Linked DNA regions of Mus musculus: all the other regions are linked to region 6. The links are chromatin contacts, called in public HiChIP or PLAC-seq, Micro-C and promoter capture Hi-C maps. All regions are on one chromosome and are shown on one strand. The core of a region is the stretch at or near the end of the contact, and the rest is flanking DNA. Distances in the headings are between cores, read along the strand shown. Region 1 holds the start of Vamp5 (vesicle-associated membrane protein 5). Region 2 holds the start of Foxi3 (forkhead box I3). Region 3 holds the start of St3gal5 (ST3 beta-galactoside alpha-2,3-sialyltransferase 5). Region 4 holds the start of 4933431G14Rik (RIKEN cDNA 4933431G14 gene). Region 5 holds the start of Mat2a (methionine adenosyltransferase II, alpha). Region 6 holds the start of Rnf103 (ring finger protein 103). Region 7 holds the start of Rnf181 (ring finger protein 181).

Region 1 (2,700 bases), core at 127-2,626, 890 kb before region 6:
GCTGGCATGTAGGTGCTGACAATTAAACCTCAGTCCTCTGGAGGGGCAGCCAGGACTCTTAACTGCTGAGCCGTCTCTGCGGTCTCACATTTTAGCCTTCGATTAAGCACATAAAACAGCACCACTTAATATATTCCTCCGTGAGCTTTTTGTGGAATTCAGAGCACAGCGTATCCTTTACAAGTCTTCAGGCTTTCTGCACCTTTTGCACAGTTCTTTACAAACAACCTCATTTTAACCTTGAAGTTGGCCTGAGGCTGGGACGGGCCAATGAGATTAAGGAAAGGACTTCTCAGTTCCCAGTTCTGCAAGAAAAGCCGCAGTTTCCTCGGCATCTCTCTTCGTCAAGAACTCCATCTTCCTCACCTGTTAGAGGACCATCCCGCAAGGCCCACACCAGGAATCTAAGAGAAAGTGTGTGTTCTCAGGCTGGGCAACACCTGTTTGTTTTCCTTGCAGCAGCTTGCAACTCTGTCCTAAACTCATGCTGTGAAACTCTTCAAGACAGTCTGTGTAGTTTGTATTTTATTCTTATCCAAAAGAGATGGTCTCTGCTTGAGTACCACTTTGGAAGCTGGCTCCCATCTTCTCCTTTGCCTCTTCTGCCTCTTGTTGGTTCAAAACTTGAGATCCATCCACACACCATTGAGACTTTTAGCTCACAGAAATGTCTGCAACACTTTAGCATTTTAAAAATCTTCCTCCCCCAATGTATGGAGATCAGAGGCCAACTTGCAGGAGTTGGTTCTTTCCACAACGCGAGTCCATTTTTTAAAAAGATTTATTTATTTATTATATGTAAGTACACTGTAGCTGTCTTCAGACACTCCAGAAGAGGGCGTCAGATCTTGTTACAGATGGTTGTGAGCCACCATGTGGTTGCTGGGATTTGAACTCCGGACCTTCGGAAGAGCAGTCGGGTGCTCTTACCCACTGAGCCATCTCACCAGCCCTAGCTTACCATTTTTAAGGGTATAACTCGGTGACATACAATGTATTCAGAATACTGCCTGTTCCGTCTGTAAATAATCAGAACTTTGGAGTGGTTGGTGTGTTTTTAATTTCGGGTGAGACGCACTCACCAAGGTGGCAAATACTTCTGGCTTGTTCATGTCAGCTCCAGCACATAGCTCCCACAGATGCTTTTTGCATGACGGAATGACGCCTCCTGGGCTAACTCCTGATGCAGCCCCAGATCCAAGAGACATCGGTCCCCAATTCACCAGGCTGGGGTGTCATCGGAAATCGGACGCCTGTGGCCCGGTAGGAGGCGCCCCACGGGTCCTGTCACCGCTTTCGGTTTGCCCGGGACGGGCACCTCTGAGAAGGCGCGCCCCCCTCCCTCTTGGGCTGCGGGCCCGCCCCGCCCCACGGCTTCCTCCCGGGCCGCGGGCACTGAGGCCGCTCGGGGCAGAGGAATCGGAGCCGGCGAGCAGGCAGCGGCGGCGGCTGCGGAGGCAATGGTGAGACGGGCAGGGGCAGAGGGCGATTGTGCAGGGGCAAAAAGCAGGATTCTGAACCCCAGGGGCATAGGTCACGCTGGTCGCACGGACTAGTCCCCAACTTTGCAGGCAACCGGGGAGGGAGACTTCGGAGTGCGCCCCGTCGGGGCAGAGTGAGCGGTGCTACAGCTTCCCACGCTCCTGGAGCAGTTATCAGCTCCCGGCAATACCGGGCAAGTTACTTAACCTCCACGAGCCTCCTTTTCCGCGCAGTGAAGTAGGGGCAGCAATACTTACCTTGGTGGGTCCTTGAGAGGTTAAAGAAGATGTTTATGGTCGCTGCTGCCAGGCACTCAGAACCCTTTGCTGAGAAGTGGTAGGTAATGCGATGACCTCTCCAGCTCTTCCCCAGGCTAAGAGGAGCCAGAGCTGGCCCAAGGGTTGGAAACCTGAGCAGATGCCTGGTAGAGGCCCCGTGCTGACGTGCTGACAGATAAACACTTCCCTGGGGGAAAAGAGAAAATAAGTTGTTTACTATAAAAGTTCCATGAAGTTATCCCTGTGACCCAGCCTGCTGACTCTTTCCTAACCTCTACCTAGTAACATAATCATGAGTTGAGTCACCTACATTCACTCCTGCTGCAGACTTGCCATTTCCAAGACAAAAGTGTCAGGGACCACTGATGCCTGGATCCCACCTTCCAGGGCTCCTGGGAAGGTGGCCAGACTGGAAGCAAGTTTAGTACTCTAAGATGGGATGGATGTGGCCTGGCTAGGGGTGGCAATGCCTGGATGGCCTCATCTCTAGGGAACTGGAGGCAGGAAAGGGAAGTGTGGCAGGAAGGTAGCCCTAAGCTTTGAGGCCACACCAGGAAACCGAGGGAGGCTCTGAGAATGGGCTGGAGCTGAGAGCCCACTTCCGAGAGTACAGGGCAGAGATGGTCTTTCAACTGGCTCTCAGCTCTTGAGGAGAAGTTCTGAAAAGAAGGCTGCGCCAGGTTAGGTTATCTGGCTGTTCAGGAGAACCTTGGGGGTTCAGAGTCTGGGGGATGCATTAATTTTATCCCTTCAGCCTGTCTCCAGCTCCATCATCTATCTCTTCTTCCCTTGTCCCCCTTTCTGTCTCCAGCTCTTTCCTCCTGCATCCCATCCCTCTGACTACCATATATACCCCCACCCCCAACTGATTTCCCTTTCCTTTCCCTTTTCTTCACTGGGACTCATTCAGTCAAAATGATTTAAGAAAAAAATTCTTTTT
Region 2 (2,700 bases), core at 134-2,633, 540 kb after region 6:
CCTCCAGTCTCTACCTCCTAAATGATAAGGTATGCCTAATCACATTAACTTTTTAAATGTACTTTGCACTTTACAGCATCAGCACTAGAAAACTGCTCCAGAGTGAATTCTACAGAGTAGTGTAATTCAATGGTAGAGCTAATCCTTTGCATATCTGAGACCCTGGGTTCCATCCCCCAATACAACCGCTCTGGCTTCATTCAAGAAGCCTCAAGCAAGAATCTGTTTCTTGGTAAGCTTCACTCCTCTTCCACCTCCCTCTGCCAGGTAAGGGAGTACTCAGAACCCAGCCCTATGCAGTCTTCTTCACTCAAGGTACAGGATTGAGACTAGCAGGAAGCCAATTCGGGGTGCTCGTATCTTAACTTACCCAAACCTCAGTTAGCCCACAAAGGGAGATCGATCCTTAGGAATTCAAAGGAGGAAATGAGGCCCAATGTCCTCTTTCATCATTTGTAACACCCTGCTTCTGAGAGTCCCTGTCCCTGTCCGATCTATCTTCCTGTGACTTACGCTGTTCCTTGAATCGACCTCCTGTTTGAGAGTATGGACTTTTTGGTTTAGCCCTCTAGCTTCTGCTCTGAGTGTGAGGGACCATGTCTTCTGTGGAGATCTGATGTTTCCTGCATCCCTACCAGACCAGGTTTGGGTGACTAACCCCTCATGTTCTCCGCTCTAGTAATGAGAAGGCCCCACGGTCGCGCACAGACCGGATCTTGGGCTCCGGCTCTCAGGACCTATAAGTGCGCGGCTTCGCGGCCGGAAAGCACCTGCCCAACCATCCTCACCTGGGTCGTCCTCGTCGCGGGGCACCTTCTTAAAGCAGTCGTTGAGTGATAGGTTGTGGCGGATGGAGTTCTGCCAGCCGGCCTTGCTGCGCTGGTAGAAAGGGAAGTTATCGGCGACGAACTGGTAAATGTGGCTGAGGGTGAGTTTGCGCTCAGGCGCGCTCTGGATGGCCATAGCGATGAGCGCCGAGTACGAGTAGGGTGGTCGCACCATCTTCATCAGGTCCTCGCGGCTGGCCATCGACAGCCAGCCCAGCTCGCCAGGGGCTGCCGAGCCGGCGGGCGAGGCGGGTGCGGACGCCGAGGGCTGCGCGAAGCCCCGCTGGGCGCCCGCGAAGGTGCCCGGAGCGGCTGGAGGCTGCAGGAAGGGTCCGGGCGCAGCTCCGGGAGGCGGCGGCGGGGCCCCTAGGTAGCTGGCAGCGGAGGCTGGGCCGCCCACGCCGGGCCCATTGAGCCACAGGTAGGGGTTGGCGGCTGCAGCGGGCGGTGCGGCGTAGTCGGACAGCCCATAGGGTGCCCTGGAGGTCGGGGGCGCACCAGGCGCGGCGGCGGGCTGCGAGTATACGAAGTTGTCGCCGCAATACAGGGCCATGTCGGCGACCGAGGGCTGGTGCAGAGCGGCAGCGGCTTTGGGAGAGCGGGGCTGGCCACGGCACTTCGGAGAGAGCATCCCTTGGCGGACCAACCCTACGGCCCGCCCTGGCCTCCGCTGCGACTACCGACTTGGAGCGCTGAGGAGCTCGCCGAGGGCGGGGGTACCGCGTCTCTTATACCTGGGAGGCTGGGCGACCAAGGCTCCACAGTCCACGCCCTCGCCACGCCCCATGTGCCCGGGAGCAGAATGCAGCCTCCTTTGCCCCGCCTGCCTGGTCCCCGCTGCTTTCTGCTAGCTCCGGAGTCAAGGTGAAAAGCGTCCATCGGTCCTTCCTTTATCCGGCCCTCCTGTCCTACGGTCTGGTCATCCATCCTTCTCGCCTCCCCTCCATCCTCCCATCTTAGCCCGCGTACGATCAACCTACTCTAAAAAGCAGAGTACTGAAACAACAGACAGACTTCACCAACTGGACCGGCTGGTCCCTAAAAAGCTGGTGAATCCGTTTGAGTGGATTGACTACTTATTTGCTCTAGCCTCCACTTCCCTTTCTAACAAGTCCCAAAGTTTTAAAACTTTTTTTTTTCATTCGAAGTATTCATATTTAGCACAGCACTCACGTTCGGTCTCCATCGATCAGCTCCATGCCATCAAAAATAATAGATGTGAATGCATGAATGACAACCCGACAGGCACCCTTTCTTCCCGACTCTGGGCCAAGTGTGAAATGGTTCTCAAGTTTTTGTTTTGTTTTGTTTTTTTACTGTCTCTTTTTGTGGTGATTCATCTTTCTAGTTAAACCGTATGTTTGTTTACAATCAGGAAGCACTGTTCATTTCATTTCACCCGGTTTGTTCCGAATTTTGGTGTGCAGTTATTTTTCAAAAGGTAAATTTGCAAAGACGGCTAGGTAAGTGGCTTTGGAATTAACATTTAAAAGCAGAAAGCTTAAAGTAGTTCAAGACGCGCTTATAGCCTGGGTCTTTTTATTCTCAGCTTCTCCGAGTTTTGAAGGGGTTCTCTGAGCATCAGGAGAGCAATTAGCTAAATACTGTGTCGACCCAACGACCCAAAACGACAGCGAGAAAATTATCTCTTTTACCATCCAAAATATTTCTAAAGGTGTTCTTGATAAAAACAGATCTGAAAGTTCTCCTTTAAGCGGCGAAGTTATTGGTGGCTTTTTTTTTCTATTTTCGGATTACAGCCTGACAGTTTAGAATATTACTAAAGAATCCCCGCACCCACATTTATTTATGTACATGATTGTCTTAGTTTTGTACTTTAAACTTTTTACCTCTTAAAAAAACAAAATAGAAA
Region 3 (2,700 bases), core at 94-2,593, 600 kb before region 6:
AATCCCTCTTCTCAGGCCCAGCATTTGCGTAGGGCTGCAGGTAGAAGAGGATTTACAGTCATAAACCAAGGGAAGGCTTGGCTAGACACCAGAGGGCAGAGATGAGTGTGAGTCTCCTTCCTTTGTAAGTCTAAAACCCAGCACAGCTCTTGGCTGAAGGAACCTGAAACCCATCGGTCCCAGAAAAAGCACAACACATAAAAATGCCTCTTCCTCCTTTTAAGTACATCTACTTACATTTACACCTAATTTTGCAAAGGCAAAATTCATATATGTGAATTAAGACTGAATTACTGGGGGGAAAGGTATAAAAATTTCATTTCCAAGTCAGCTAGTGATTCTACAGAGTTCTCGCCAATTGACATATTTATTCTAAATGGTTAAAACCACAAACTCATTGTGGAAGAGACCCAAGCCAACAGCAAGTTAAGTCTTCCAGTACAGACCTGGAGAGCAAGCTCCCCACAGGAGGATATCAGTGTCTGCCAAGGTCATCCAGCTGATGTGCAGTAGGGACAAGAGCTTTCATTTACTGGGGTCCTACCAATTGTTCTCTAACACCCTCTCCGCAAAACAAACAAATAAAACAGCGCACAAAGAACGCGTCCCCTCGTCAGGACACAGCTTAAAATTTCCAAGAAACCAAAACGGTCTCCCAATGTGTCTCCTCCGCAGGACTGGCCGCAGAGAGGGGGCAGGGAAGGTCACCAGTGAATTTCTGCCAGCAGAAAGCTACCCACTTTCACACTGCACGTCTACCCACATGGATGCACCAGGAGGGTTCAGGCGCCACTAGTTACCCTGTACAAGGTTCCCCAAAGCAGTCAAGGGAGACACTGAGTCTATTCGACTCTGCCGGCTCAGAAGGTTCCAGCAATGAATTAAAATCCCAGAACCAAGCGACGTGAAGAGGGCCACTCTGGCTGGACCTGCCACGCGGGGCAGGTCATCCTTACCCGCAGCGCCGCGTCCACACCTGCGCAGGCTGCGCCGGGGGCGCCCATGTAGGCAGCCAGGGGCCGCGACCCTCCGCCCGTGTCCCCTAGCAGGCGCGTCCGGCGTCGCAGGGCTGGGGAGGAGCCGCTGGGCCTGGGGTATCGCAAAGGCGGATCGCCGCTATCTGGGCTCCCCGGTGTCCGCTCTGCCGACTGGGGGCTGCGCCACGTACCTCGGCAGGCAGGTGCCGCTGCTTGGCTTCGCAGCTTCTGGGGCCTCCGCGCCGCGCCGCCCACCGCCTCTGTGTGCATGCTAGGGAGGGAGCGCTGGCAAGCCGCCAGCCCGGGGCCCCGCGCCCCAGCCAGCCCCCGGCGCCGCGCTCGCGCCAATTCAGCCCCGGACAGTCCGCTCCCCCGCGCGGATGCTGAGGGGGGTGGGGGTAGGCGGGGGCGGGGTCGCGCGTCACGAGGATAAGGGAGACCAATCAGAGTGCGCCGAGGCCCCGCCTGCGAGCGGACTGTCCCCCCGCCCCCTCCGACTGCTAGTGCGAGGGGGAGCGGGACAACTCCAGCCGAGAAGTAGGTGGGGCGCCAGGCAGCCTAGGATGAGGGTGCCCCGCGCTCGGGGATCTCTTCAACTCTCCCCAGGCTTGCGCGTGATTAGATAGTGGAAGGCGTTCCGGAGAACCTAAGGTGGCTCTGGACCGGTTAAAGGCTTTGACTGAGCATCCAATTAGGAGTCGGAGCTGGGGAACTAAGGGGCTTGACGTAGTCACGTGCTTTATTCGCCAGCTGCCCACTGGTCTTCAGGTAATTACTGGTCCTGGGTTCCTGAGACCCAAGAGACAAATACCAGGACAAGCTAAATCAGCGGTTCTCAACCTGGGGGTCGCCTAATACCAATGGAAGACACGTTTATTTACATTTACGATTCACAACAGTAGTGGAATTACAGTTATGAAGTATCAACGAAAATACTTTTTATGGTCAGGGGTTACCACCACAACTTGAGGAAGTGTATTAAAGGGTCGCAGCATTAGGAAGGTTGAGAACGATTAGGCTACACGGTTGTTACTGTGCTAGTTACCAAAGCCAACCAACTTGTTTTAACAGGAGAAGGAACTGAGGTCTGTGTGGGACTGAGGGTGAGTAGCTTTGAAGTCATTTGGAGGCCGAAGCAGGAACAGAACCTGGGCTTGGAGCGCTCAAATCTTATTTGTCTGAAAGCTAGAGAGGCCCTGGCCTCTCACACCTTATTTTGGAAAGGAAATGCCATACGATTTTTAAAAACACATTTAATAAATCCCAAAATTGGTGCATTAAAAAGGCCTAAAACCGGACTGGATCTCCCTTTTAGGATATTTTTCCCCATGATCTTCTAGAAAAGCCGACAAGAAAGGGATCCAAAGCGCAGAGTAAATGATATAATGTAGCCAAGTTCTTCTGAGGATGCAGACCCTTTGTTACTGCATGTGTGTGTGGGAAATCCCCTAGTGCCATAGTCTTTGTTATATTGGAATAGCTTGCCTTCGACCTCAAGAACATTTAACCACAAAGGGGCATTCTGATAGTCAGGAGGCACGCTTTCCAAGATAACAGCTCCAGTTTTCTTGGTGACTGCATAGCAAACTCCTTTTTGGGTCTGCTCAAGGTCCCGTGCTAGATCTGTGTATCAGCTGAGAAAATTGAAGCTTTGTAGTGGAAGCTTGTCAGCCTGTACAAACAGGAAGAGGCCCTGGGCTAGCTTTTAGAACTCCCTTCTCCA
Region 4 (2,700 bases), core at 161-2,660, 630 kb before region 6:
TGGTTTTAAAGGCATGAAGTAGCCATGGAGAATAGCTGAGGCTTGGCACTGTGTGGCAGGGCTGGTGCCGTATGACAGCCCCCAGAAACAGCAGCTGCTATGAAATGGAGCCAGCTGGCACCTGGAAGGCAGGCTGGGTATAATGCTGAGGACAGGGCCACAGAGGTGACCCAGGCCCCACTGGGAATCCCAGAGGACGGTGAGTGAATCCCAGGTACTGAGCACTGAGTTGTCGGTACTGTTGGAGCTCGGCTTTGTCTTGTTCAGATTATGGTTTTGCTCTGGGTTTTTCCCCCTCTTCAAATAAAAAAAGGTACTTTGTTATTATTATTATTATTATTTACTGTTATAGGAGCACACAATTGAGAGATTTTAAAGCTTCTTTAAGAGAAAATTTTGGAGTTTTACAGATATTTTAAAATTAGAAAAGTGGATATTTTTAAAAGAACAGCTTTTAAAATATTTAAATGTATAAGGCTATGGGATACTTTAAATTTATAGAATGTTTTATATTATTAATATCTGGCCTTAAAAAATAGATAAGAGGCTAAAAAATTAGGGCCACAGCTATGAGCACCAAACGCTAAACACCAAAACCTTAAGTATTCCTCTCTTTTGGAGCAACAAGACAACGACCTGAAGAATCTGACTAAGAACTGGATGGATGTCTCTCCTTACCTAAGGCCGGCTCAGGCTGGAAGAGGCTGGCTTGGGAATGTATGTCTCCCTTCCTCGTCTTGGCTAACTTCGTTAGGCTTTAGCTATTGTGATAATCTGAGTAATATAAGAAACTAATATTCTATAGTGGTACACTGTAAAAGGCTCAGCAAAGTTCCCAGTATCTATGTGGACTGTGTTTATGAGTTACAGTTTTATTTTGATACCAAAGAGCTTCAGTTCCTTCAGAAATGATTGTTTTTTTTTAATTCAAACTTCACAAAAATAAAGCTGTAAAATCCTAGTCTTATAAAAGCTGCTAAGCCATAGTTAAGACATGCAAGTTAACAGTCACAGAGTAAATGATCAAATTCCATAATGTGTTCAGAACCTCACTTGTAGTCATGCTGAGTGCTAATATCATTAATTATAGAAATAAGCTTTATTTACTTTTTTTTTTGTTTTTTGGTTTTTTGGTTTTTTGAGACAGGTTTCTCTGTATAGCCCTGGCTGTCCTGGAACTCAGAAATCTGCCTGCCTCTGTCTCCCGAGTGCCGGGATTAAAGGCGGCACCCCCTGGCTATTTACTTTTCAAGGTTAAGCCTAAAGCAAGTAACTAAAAGCAAGCAAAGTTTATTACTTTGTATATACTTAATAGATATTGGTCCTTAAGACTTTCTAAAGGTCTGCTGAATTTGGAATTTAGAATGTTTAATGTAAAAGAGCTTACCATGACAGAGACCCCAGCTCCTAGTAGTAGAAGCCAGATGAAGGCTTCTAAACATGACACCTTCATCTGGATTCTGGTAACCTTAACCACTGGGCATAACTGCCTCATGCCTCGTCTGCCATCAAACCCGGCCACTGTTGAGTTGATTGCTGTACTCTTGCCTGGTCAAAGTAAGGTCAGTTGGGAACAGAACTCAAGTCCATTGAAAGAACCACAGGGTAAGGTCAGTCCCCACAAAGTTCCTCACCTGTCCTCCACATAAAATTCTCTCAGATCTTCTGGGCCTGGTGACTGAAGACCAATGCTGGCCTGAGACCTCCACCTCCCCCCAAGCCATCGTAGCCACAGAGCCTAGGGTGATCATCTCGATAATGAGTAAGTCTCTGTCATTTTAATCAGAACATAAGCCATTTGGATACTTTCTGCTACAATGTATCCTTCTCGGATCTCTGCTGGCATTGATGGCTAGGCTAACTGTAGCTCTGTCAGTTTAACGGCAGCAGGCAACGGGCTCCTCCCTGCAAGGCTGCAGCTGCCTAGATAGTTCACATCATATGTAAAAACTAGGCCTTGCTGTTTCTAAAGCTACTAAGTCTCCAGTTGAGAAAGGTAGATGGGGTTTCCTTGCCAACAGGCTTCATATTAAAGGACAAACAGGTTTCTGATGTAGCTATTTACTGTTCTTTTACTCAAAGCACTTGCTTTGCAATGGCTGCTCTCAGCAAAAACCATTTGTGCCTCTAGTAAATGACTAGATGGATAAACGGTTTAAAGTCTATGTAAGTTCTGAGGGTCTAAGATAGTGTTCTAAGGTGCAGAGAGGTCTGAGAACGTGAAGGCTTAAGTTCAGAGGATCTAAGAAAGTGACTTATGGCGTTCGTTGTAAAGGTTTAAGAGAATGATTTAAGGTATATGAAAAATGGGAGTTTCATATTTCTTTACCTCTCTGTTCTTGTTATACTAAGATTTCAAAAGTTCAGAGTTTTAACACTGATCAGTGGAATTCTGACAGATGGTAGAGCACTGATTGTTATTATAGTCACAAGGAAAAGAGTTTAAATTTTATTTGGTTGTCTTCTAAGTATAGACTTAACGGTGCTTCTCACTGGCTAAAATTGTCTCTGTCAAATCTATATGTCCATCCCACTGGACAGAGGAGAAATAAATGTTCATCTTTTTTAACCTGAAGCCATAGCTTTTGCTGATTCAAAGGTGGGATTCTACTCCAGCTGTCTTACAGACACCTGCTTGCTGCTTTTCCCACAATGTAGATCACTACAGATTACACACAGTGACAATGCTTATATATCTAA
Region 5 (2,700 bases), core at 200-2,699, 950 kb before region 6:
CATGGAGATGAGCCTGTGTGTGTCCCTTATCTTCTTTGTTCCTAGCATAGCACAGTCTAAGAGCTTCCTTTGTTTCCCACAGTGCCTTTCTCAAACTCCCACCTTTGCACTGGCACACACCCTAGAGGGAAATGCCCCTTGCTTTTCATAGTGTACCTAATTTTCTGAGGCAAGGCAGCTGGCAGCCGGAGGTTGTCATTCAGCCTCACAGTCAAGTGCATCTTATGCTAGGAGCAGGCTGTTCCCTAGCATCATAAAACCCGATGTTCTTGACAAACACTGGTTCTCAAAAGCCACCAGGCTCCTGGCCTGCCCTAAGACTGGACCCAACAGTTGTGTGACACTGGCCTCATAGAGGGTCTCTGCATGCAATTAGCTCCAGACTCCACTCTTTGTCTGTATGGAGTTTTATTTCCCTTTTTTTCCCCGTCTGTTAATTCATTTCATGAGCAAAACTGAGACAACTGCAAAAGTTTAAAAGAGAAAGTGTCATAAAATCGAGGCCATTTGACCTTGACAAGCTCATCTGAAGCACATTTGAAGGCTTGAATAGCGCCCTCCCCTACACACACGAAAGAAGCATTCATATTCTCTCGAACAGATTGGAACGTCCATTTCTTCCTAGGAAGCATGGAAAACCAAGCCATGCAAAGTCAGATTTAGGATAGAAAAGAATCTAGTACCGTCTCAGACTACGGGGGTCCACGAGGCTCGGCGAGGGGGGAGGGGAGGCCGCCGGCAAGTGGCAATTGTTCGGAAAAACAATACAGCATTCCTGCTAGTTGGCTTTACAGCCATTTTCCCCAGAGCAGTTACTCGAGGCATGACTAACGGTAGGGCTAGAACCCCTCACAATCTCTCGTTCCCCGGAGGGAACCGTGTAGGATGGATAAGGGCAGTGCCTATTAGCCTCCGCTGGCCAGTCAACATGGCCACCTTCACATGGCAGAGGGCCACCCGGCGCTGGTGCACGAGGTGGCGAATGGAGGGTGGTGGTGGCAGGAAAGACCCTCGGCGAGAGCCACAGCACAAAACGGCCGCCACCGCCACGGCCGCCGCTGGGAGGCGCGCGCGCCGGCAGACCTCCGTGGGCAACGGTCGGAGGGATGTACCATACCCTCGTACAGGGGAGGCCGTCCTTCAAATCCAAATCCTCTCTTCTCCAGCAATCAACGTGGGGATGGGCGTAAACCCCAAGTCTACTCACTTACATCTCCATTTAACCCACGCCATCAAGATGACTAACTACTGGCAGGAGGCCCGGTTAGCTCTGCTCGCCCCCCCCATCGGTAGAATGGTTCAGCCGGAGCTCGGCTCGGCGGACCTCCCTGCCAACCCCCATCCGCCCGCCCGCGGCGCATTGGCGCGCGACGCCGAGGGGCGGAGCCCGAGCCGGGCGCGCGCGACCCCCTGCTCTATAAATACTGGGCCGCTTCGCCCGCCGCTCCGTTCGCTCCGAGTCTCCAGCCTGCCGAGAGCTGAAGCGATCCTCCCTCTGTGTCTTCCGCAGCCCTCCGCCTCGCCGCCTCTCAGTCTCCTCAGAGTCGCCCTCTCTCACCGCCGCCGCCATGAACGGGCAGCTCAACGGCTTCCACGAGGCGTTCATTGAGGAGGGGACGTTCCTCTTCACTTCCGAGTCTGTAGGGGAAGGTCACCCAGGTGAGCCGACGGGGACTCGGAGGAGGGAAGGGCGGAGGGCAGTGGCGCTGGGGGTGGTCGAGGCCGTCTCCGGCGGCGGTGGGCATGGCAGCGGCCGCGCGCTTCCCTCGTGGCGCCGCGAGTTTGCAATGTGCGGCCCCGCTCCCCTCCCCCTTTCTCCGCTCCTCATCCGGCGGCGCGCCCCGGCATGCGGAAGGTTCCAGAAATCGAGAAGGGCGGGGGCTCGAGGCAGTTTTGAGATCGGCGCGGGGAGGGCACTGCTTCCTCCTCTTTAGTCCCGTCGCCTGGAAAAACCTCAAGTGGGCGACCCCGCCCCGCGTGCTCGCGTCCGGCCGCCGGGAGCGCGCGCCCCGCATTGCAGCGGCTACCACGTGTTCGCCGCATGTGGAATTGGGGCGAAGCGGAGCTGGCGGCCTCTACCCACCCGACCCCTAGTTTGGAAGTGGGGGCTGGTGTCTCCGAAGGTCCCATCTCTAATATCCCTGACTTCCGGCCCCTGGAAAACGCTTAAGAGCATGGGTAGACATGCCCTTTAGCCTTCAAGGTGACAGACTGCCACTGACTAAATATAGCGCGAATTAGAGAAGGCATCCCTTATTTAGAGTGTGCTTGAAAAGGATGAAGTGCATGAATTAAGTGTATACTCCCATCGCGTTAGGTTTCGTTTTAAAGTCTTCCCTTTGGTCTTTTTCCTACAACTAAAGGAGGATTTATTTCATGTTTCCTTAAGGCTTTGTCCACTGAACCGCCATGATGAGATCGGTTATAATGAATCTATTATATGGACTTTGGGTTTCAGATGGAACATAACCATTTAGTAAATACTAATATTCAGTTTGAGCTGTTTCCGTTCGCAGGGGGTCCACAGCAATATTATTACATGGCTTGTGAGGAGCATCTTGATGAGTGATGGTTGAAAGACAAGTGTTGCTGTGGCTCCTCCCACACTCCCCTCAAGGAAAGGAGTATCTCCATATCTATTGAATCACTCCTTAGTACAGCCATTAGATTCCATCTTAAGGTTCTGTGGCTGCAATACAC
Region 6 (2,700 bases), core at 101-2,600:
TGCTGCTATTTACAGACTATGTTTTGTAATTTTTCCTTTCTCTATAATCAATTTCAACTGACGTTCCTGAATTCTGGGACAAATGATTCAATTTAATGATTTTTTTTTAAAGCTACACTTTCAAACTGTCATTTCCAAAGAGCCTTTGGAACACACCAATACACCTAACAGTTGTCTTTTCCAAACCGAGATTTACATATTTATTTAGAAAACGTAGACAAAGATGACCTGGGCAGCTCTCTGGAGCAGTCTGTTTAACCATTCTGGGGACCGCCTAATTCTGGGGAGTGGGTAAGAGCCAGGACAGTGGAGGCGACCTCCAGGAGCCCAGCACTTGCCTGACTTCTCCACCAGCTCCCGAACATCTTTCTTCTCCGGCAGCCCGGAGTAGCCCAGCCCTCGACACTCCAGAATGGTCTTCAGCTTCTTGAAGCTCAATGCCACCGGATCCACCAGCTGAGTAGCAAAGATGCCAGTCTCGTACCACACAATGGCCTCAAAAAACCTGGCCAGGACGAACAGGACCAGGAAATACAGGAGCAAGAAAAACAGCTTCAGCCACATCTTCGCCCTCTTGGCGTCGCCAGGAGCCGGGACGCCGTGGACAAGGGAAGGGGATCGAGTGCGGGGCGACAGAGCGCAGCCTGGGCGAGGGCAGCGAGGGCGCGCGGCGGTCACCGGCGGGCCATCCCCGCGGGGAGGCAGGTGGATCGCGGCGTGCGTGCGACTGAGAGCCCCGGCTCTGGCCTTGCGGTCAGGAGCTGAGAAAGGGAGAAGGGGGGACGTTCAAACGCACCCCACCCATCGAGCTGCGGACGGCTGGAAGAGGGCAAGAGCCCACCTGGGGTGACCGGGAGGCAGCTCCGAGGGACTGCGGGCCAGCGGAGGGCGGTTGGGGCCGGACTGAGTGGTCCAGAGGGCGCGGTACTCGGCTGGGCCAGGCCCGGGGCCCGGCGCGCCCAGCGCGGGTTGGAGTGACCGCCGCAGCGCCGCGCCGAACGCCCAGGCTTCAGGCCCCGGCGGCCGCCCAGGCCTGGCGGCAGCTCCAGGTTCCCGCGGGCGGCGCCTATCAGGCCCCGCGGCCCGCGAGGGGGCGTCGCGGCGGCTCCCGCTGAGGAGGAGCGCGAGACGACAGTCGTGAAGGGAGGAAAAAAAGAGGAAAAAGCAAATAACGCTAGGCCCCAACGCGGCTCTCCCGGGCGGCTTCCTGTCAGCTGCGTAGCCGCGCGGTGCCCAGCCCCGTGCGGACGCGCCGCGCCAACCGCGGCCACCGTCCCTGCCGCCTCTGCAGGCCGCGGCCGTCGCCCCCAGAGCACTGGACCCGCTGTAGCCGCGGCCCCAGTCAAGACATAACAACTGACGTCGGCATCGGGGCGGGGTCTCGGCAGGGGCGGGGTTAGAAGCCGCGGGGTGCAAGGGGAGAGAGGGGCTGCGGGAGGCTGGGCTGGGTAAACCTTCCGAGTTACTGTGCTCTCGCGGTCCCAGCCCTCTGATGCGCTGATGTTTAGTCACTGATTTCAGTCCCAGGATTGGACATTGGACCCTGCGACACTGTGCACCTTTGTGCTGAGCGTGAAAAATAAAGGCTGCTAAAAGATGTTCGTTTTTGTTTGTGGTTTTTGTTTTGTTTTGAGACACTGCCTTATTAAATAGTCCTGGCCCGCCTGGAACCGCTCTGAACACCAAGCGGGCCTCAGAATTCAGAGATTGCCTGCCAGGCATGGAAGTGCTGGGATTAAAACCGTGCACCGCCGGGCGTGGTGGCGCACGCCTTTAATCCCAGCACTCGGGAGGCAGAGGCAGGCGGATTTCTGAGTTCGAGGCCAGCTTGGTCTACAGAGTGAGTTCCAGGACAGCCAGGGCTACACAGAGAAACCCTGTCTCGAAAACCCAAAAAAAAAAAAAAAAAAAAAAAAAAAACCGTGCACCACCACACCCACCCAAATCATCAAGATCTGTAAAAATCAGAATCTGTGTTTTAAGTCCAGTCCCTGTCAACCGCGGATGCTTTTGGGTTTTTCTTTTGTTTAGTTTTTTGTTCGGGGTGGGGTGGGGGGGAGGGGTGGCACAGCTGGCTTGAGGTGCTTGAGGTGAAACTCTGAAAACAGATGTTTTTCTACCTTTGCTTTAGAATGCGATTTTCACATGTGTGTTGGAGGAGGTATGGCCAAAAAGAATTTTAGTATGTGATCCAGTTGTGGCTAGTCTCCTAGAGGGTTAAAAAGTAGACAATGAAGGTCTGAGTTGTCAGGACAAAAGTTGTTAGGTGTGGTTAGGTCCAGGTGCAAAGGTCTGTGTGTTTTAGCCAGCCAGAAGAACTCATATAAAATGAGTTTGACAGGCAAGCGTATGGTACCTGGTTCCGTGTTTATTTAACTCTAGCAGGGTCATGTTCTCTCTCTCTCTCTCTCTCTCTCTCTCTCTCTCTCTCTCTCTCTGTCTTTCTCCCTCTCTCTGTCTTTCTCCCCCACTCTGTCTCTCTCTCTCTGTTTCTGTGTGTGTGTGTGTGTGTGTGTGTGTGTGTGTACGCGCGTGTGTGTGCATGTGTGCGTGTGTGTGAGTCTTCTTGATCAGGAAAACAAGTAGGAATTCCAGGTGAAATGTTAGCCAGCAAGGAAAAGCATGAACAACCCTAAACCAGGGGTGAAATTTTTAGGGAGAGAGTGTGACCCTCAATCAGGGAGCAAATGAGCCATGGAA
Region 7 (2,700 bases), core at 109-2,608, 870 kb before region 6:
GGAATGGAGGCATTTTCTCAGGGTTTGAGGGTCCTTCTTCCCAGATGATCTTAGCTTATGTCAAGTTGACAAAAAGATAACAAACATACAGGGCTTAAGACAATACTGTTTGTTTGTTTGTTTGTTTGTTAGAGGCAGTGTTTCCCTAAAAGCCCAGTGGCCTCTTAAATTCTGAGACGATGGGTGTATGCCACCTTGAGAGCTCTAAGCACTTGTTACCTTCCTTGGGTTTATTATCATCTTCCTCTTCTGAGAAAGATGGGGGGATAGCACTTTGCCCTGCTAGGTGGGTCAGCAGCACTCACTTTGGGCAAGCTACTTCTGAGACCCAGGTCAGTGGTAGAGCAGATGCTCAGCATGAACTCTAAGGCCCCTCTGAGGTGCCGCACTACAGTACTAGACAATTACAATCAGGTATTTATGGAATGCTCTTTTCCTGAATATGCCTCTCCTTTGAATTTTTTTAAAGACAGGATTTTACTATGTAGCCCACGCTGGTCTTAAGTTTGCAATCCTCTGGCGGTCACTCCCCCCCTTTTCAAAAATTTCAAAAAAATTTATTTTATAACTATGTGTGCTTTGTCAGGTGAATGTAGGTACCGGGGAGGAGGAGCAAAGAGGCATTACCTGGAGCTGGAATTACAGTAAACTGCCCAAGTTGAACTCCTAATCATGCATGGTTTTGTCTATTTTCCTTCTTTTATTGTTTATATTTATTTGTTTTAATTTTTATTTTTATTGATTGAGACAAGGTCTCAACTTTTTAGCCTTGGCTGGCCTCCCACTCACAGAAAAACACCTGGCTCTGCCTCCTGAGTGCCAGACTTAAAGACATGCACCATCGATTGCTTTATTTATTTATAATACGAGTGGGTGTCTTGCTGCATGTCTGTCTGTCTGTCACTTATTTGCCTGGTGCCCGCAGAGCATCAGACCCTCTGGAAATAGTGTTGTGCGCCATCCAGTGGGTGCTGGGACTAAAACTTGGGTGCGCTGAGCCATCTCTCCAGGCCCTTCACCCATTTTTATGCATAAAACATAATCAATGCGTGGGAATTTTCCTTTCAGGGAGTAGGTGGAACATGCAGGTAAACTCAGCCAAGGAGACACAGTAGAGATACTTCCGGCTTGGACTGGCACTTCTAGAAACCGGCGAGAGCCCTCAGATCCTGGCTCCGAAAAGTCCCCGGAATTTCCTCTTTCTCCAACCCCATTGGCTTTAGTCTTTGGTCACCTGACTTATCCAACCAACGAGAGGCGGCTGCATCGGTACTTCCGCCTCTGTGTGCGAGTCACTATGCCCACCCCAGGAGCACTCTGATTGGCTCTCCTCTTGAAATTCGATCGCTTATTGGCCAGCGCTGGATTCGGCTCTCCAGCGGCAACCTAAAGCTGTGTCAGACAAGCCCGGCAGCCCAGGAGCCATGGCGTCTTATTTTGATGAGCACGACTGCGAGCCGTTGAACCCTGAGCGTGAGGCCCGCAACAATATGTTGCTGGAACTCGCGAGAAGAGTGCGCGGGGCTTGGAGCTGGGCCCCGGGCGGCAGGTTTCTGGGTTGGGGTTTGGCGGAGAGGGCGGGTTAACCTGGGAGGTGGGGTAAATAATGTTAGTCAGGGCGACGCGATTAGTCGAGTCGGAGTCGTTAATTTGGGCTATTAATGAGTAGGGCCCGCCAGGGGATCGTGGGAAAGACGAAGATAGAAAGGGTGGGTGTAGCAAAGGGAGGCACGGGACAAGATTGTCATGGGGGCGGACACGGCCTGTGCCCAAGTGTGTAAACTGGGTAGTGTTTTGCTAGTAATAAGCAAGGAGAGAAACTCACTGCTGTCCTGGAATCAACTTTGGCTTATTCCTGAACGACTTCTTTGAGACTGCTATTTCTAGTAAAATGGGAAAGTTGCCTGGAGTGATAGTGCACACCTTTAATCCAACTACTTGGGAGGTAGAAAGAAAAAGGGAAAAGCGAGCCGGGGTTGATTGAGAGCTGTGCTGGTGGGTTTGTTTCGTGTGTGTGTGTTTTGCTTAGAGACAATCTCACTATGTATCCCTGACTGGCCTCGAACTCACAGCCTCCCAAGTGTTGTGACTAAATGCATGGGCCACCACCTCTGGCTCCCACCCTACTGAGGAGCTCTTGTGCACTATTCGTTATTATTACTATTTTAGCCAGGACAGGTATTTCCCAGTGGATTATGGGGGCCGGAACTAGATGATTTCCTTAGTTCTGATTTATACTTTCTCCCTCAGATCACTCTTTAATAGGATGGACTTTGAGGACCTGGGATTGGTAGATTGGGAACACCACCTTCCCCCACCAGCTGCCAAGGCTGTGGTGGAGAGCCTCCCTAGAACAGTCATCAGTAGCGCCAAGGCTGGTGAGGACACAAGGCCTTTTTTGTTTTTTTTTTCTGTTTAGGGCAGATAAGCCAGACCTGCCTGCCTGCCGACTCCCCCTAGCCACCAACAATCTGGCCTGTTAGTGTTCTAGGCCAAGCCTGTGTCTGAGTGGGAGGTTGGGTTGGGCCTTAACTGCTCTCCTGATCGACACTTCCTCTTCAAGATCTCAAGTGCCCCGTGTGCCTTTTGGAATTTGAGGCGGAGGAGACTGTGATTGAGATGCCCTGCCATCATCTCTTCCATTCCAACTGCATTCTGCCCTGGCTAAGTAAGGTACTCGGTCCATCCCTTCCCGGCCCC

Evidence for each region. Promoter capture Hi-C pulls out the DNA fragments that hold promoters and counts their contacts. A called contact is a pair of places that touch in the nucleus more often than the background predicts. HiChIP or PLAC-seq counts read pairs in DNA pulled down with a chosen protein or histone mark.
Region 1: a contact with region 6 is called in an HNF4G HiChIP or PLAC-seq map of pancreatic cancer cells. The contact joins the promoter of Vamp5 here to the promoter of Rnf103 in region 6. A contact is called at or near these places in 1 of 39 promoter capture datasets (pre-B cells) and 1 of 115 datasets of contacts at active chromatin or transcription factors (pancreatic cancer cells).
Region 2: a contact with region 6 is called in a promoter capture Hi-C map of hippocampal neurons, with 2.8 times the contacts expected there. The contact joins the promoter of Foxi3 here to the promoter of Rnf103 in region 6. A contact is called at or near these places in 6 of 39 promoter capture datasets (cranial neural crest, embryonic stem cells, hippocampal neurons and 2 more) and 1 of 484 Hi-C or Micro-C datasets (embryonic stem cells).
Region 3: a contact with region 6 is called in a Micro-C map of embryonic stem cells, with 4 times the contacts expected there. The contact joins the promoter of St3gal5 here to the promoter of Rnf103 in region 6. A contact is called at or near these places in 1 of 39 promoter capture datasets (pre-B cells) and 1 of 484 Hi-C or Micro-C datasets (embryonic stem cells).
Region 4: a contact with region 6 is called in a promoter capture Hi-C map of stem cell-derived epiblast-like cells, with 3 times the contacts expected there. The contact joins the promoter of 4933431G14Rik here to the promoter of Rnf103 in region 6. A contact is called at or near these places in 7 of 39 promoter capture datasets (the C10 cell line, embryonic stem cells, fetal liver and 4 more) and 1 of 115 datasets of contacts at active chromatin or transcription factors (microglia).
Region 5: a contact with region 6 is called in a FOXA1 HiChIP or PLAC-seq map of pancreatic cancer cells. The contact joins the promoter of Mat2a here to the promoter of Rnf103 in region 6. A contact is called at or near these places in 1 of 39 promoter capture datasets (neutrophils) and 1 of 115 datasets of contacts at active chromatin or transcription factors (pancreatic cancer cells).
Region 7: a FOXA1 HiChIP or PLAC-seq map of pancreatic cancer cells shows a contact between it and region 6. The contact joins the promoter of Rnf181 here to the promoter of Rnf103 in region 6. A contact is called at or near these places in 3 of 39 promoter capture datasets (the C10 cell line, liver and pre-B cells) and 2 of 115 datasets of contacts at active chromatin or transcription factors (astrocytes and pancreatic cancer cells).

The regions. Positions count from the first base shown.
Region 1 is chr6:72,379,144-72,381,843 of GRCm38.p6, reverse strand. It overlaps Vamp5 (vesicle-associated membrane protein 5), which reads left to right and starts at 1,376. Exons shown (of 3, transcript NM_016872.4): 1 at 1,376-1,463. The coding sequence starts at 1,461. It overlaps Gm52494 (a long non-coding RNA gene), which reads right to left and starts at 2,562. Exons shown (of 3, transcript XR_003956310.1): 1 at 2,071-2,562; 2 at 1,740-1,947.
Region 2 is chr6:70,955,289-70,957,988 of GRCm38.p6, reverse strand. It overlaps Foxi3 (forkhead box I3), which reads right to left and starts at 1,383. Exons shown (of 2, transcript NM_001101464.1): 1 at 789-1,383. The coding sequence starts at 1,380.
Region 3 is chr6:72,096,251-72,098,950 of GRCm38.p6, reverse strand. St3gal5 (ST3 beta-galactoside alpha-2,3-sialyltransferase 5) reads right to left here and starts at 1,343. Exons shown (of 7, transcript NM_001035228.2): 1 at 1,169-1,343. The coding sequence starts at 1,247.
Region 4 is chr6:72,121,907-72,124,606 of GRCm38.p6, reverse strand. 4933431G14Rik (RIKEN cDNA 4933431G14 gene) reads left to right here and starts at 1,410. Exons shown (of 3, transcript NR_045165.1): 1 at 1,410-1,562; 2 at 1,661-1,762. All of the region lies in intron 1 of St3gal5 (ST3 beta-galactoside alpha-2,3-sialyltransferase 5), which reads right to left.
Region 5 is chr6:72,438,305-72,441,004 of GRCm38.p6, reverse strand. It overlaps Mat2a (methionine adenosyltransferase II, alpha), which reads left to right and starts at 1,449. Exons shown (of 9, transcript NM_145569.5): 1 at 1,449-1,659. The coding sequence starts at 1,569. Particl (promoter of Mat2a antisense radiation induced circulating long non-coding RNA) reads right to left here and starts at 2,322. Exons shown (of 1, transcript NR_046011.1): 1 at 390-2,322.
Region 6 is chr6:71,492,527-71,495,226 of GRCm38.p6, reverse strand. Rnf103 (ring finger protein 103) reads right to left here and starts at 1,350. Exons shown (of 4, transcript NM_009543.3): 1 at 339-1,350. The coding sequence starts at 564.
Region 7 is chr6:72,361,090-72,363,789 of GRCm38.p6, reverse strand. It overlaps Rnf181 (ring finger protein 181), which reads left to right and starts at 1,358. Exons shown (of 5, transcript NM_025607.4): 1 at 1,358-1,549; 2 at 2,251-2,378; 3 at 2,564-2,673. The coding sequence starts at 1,425.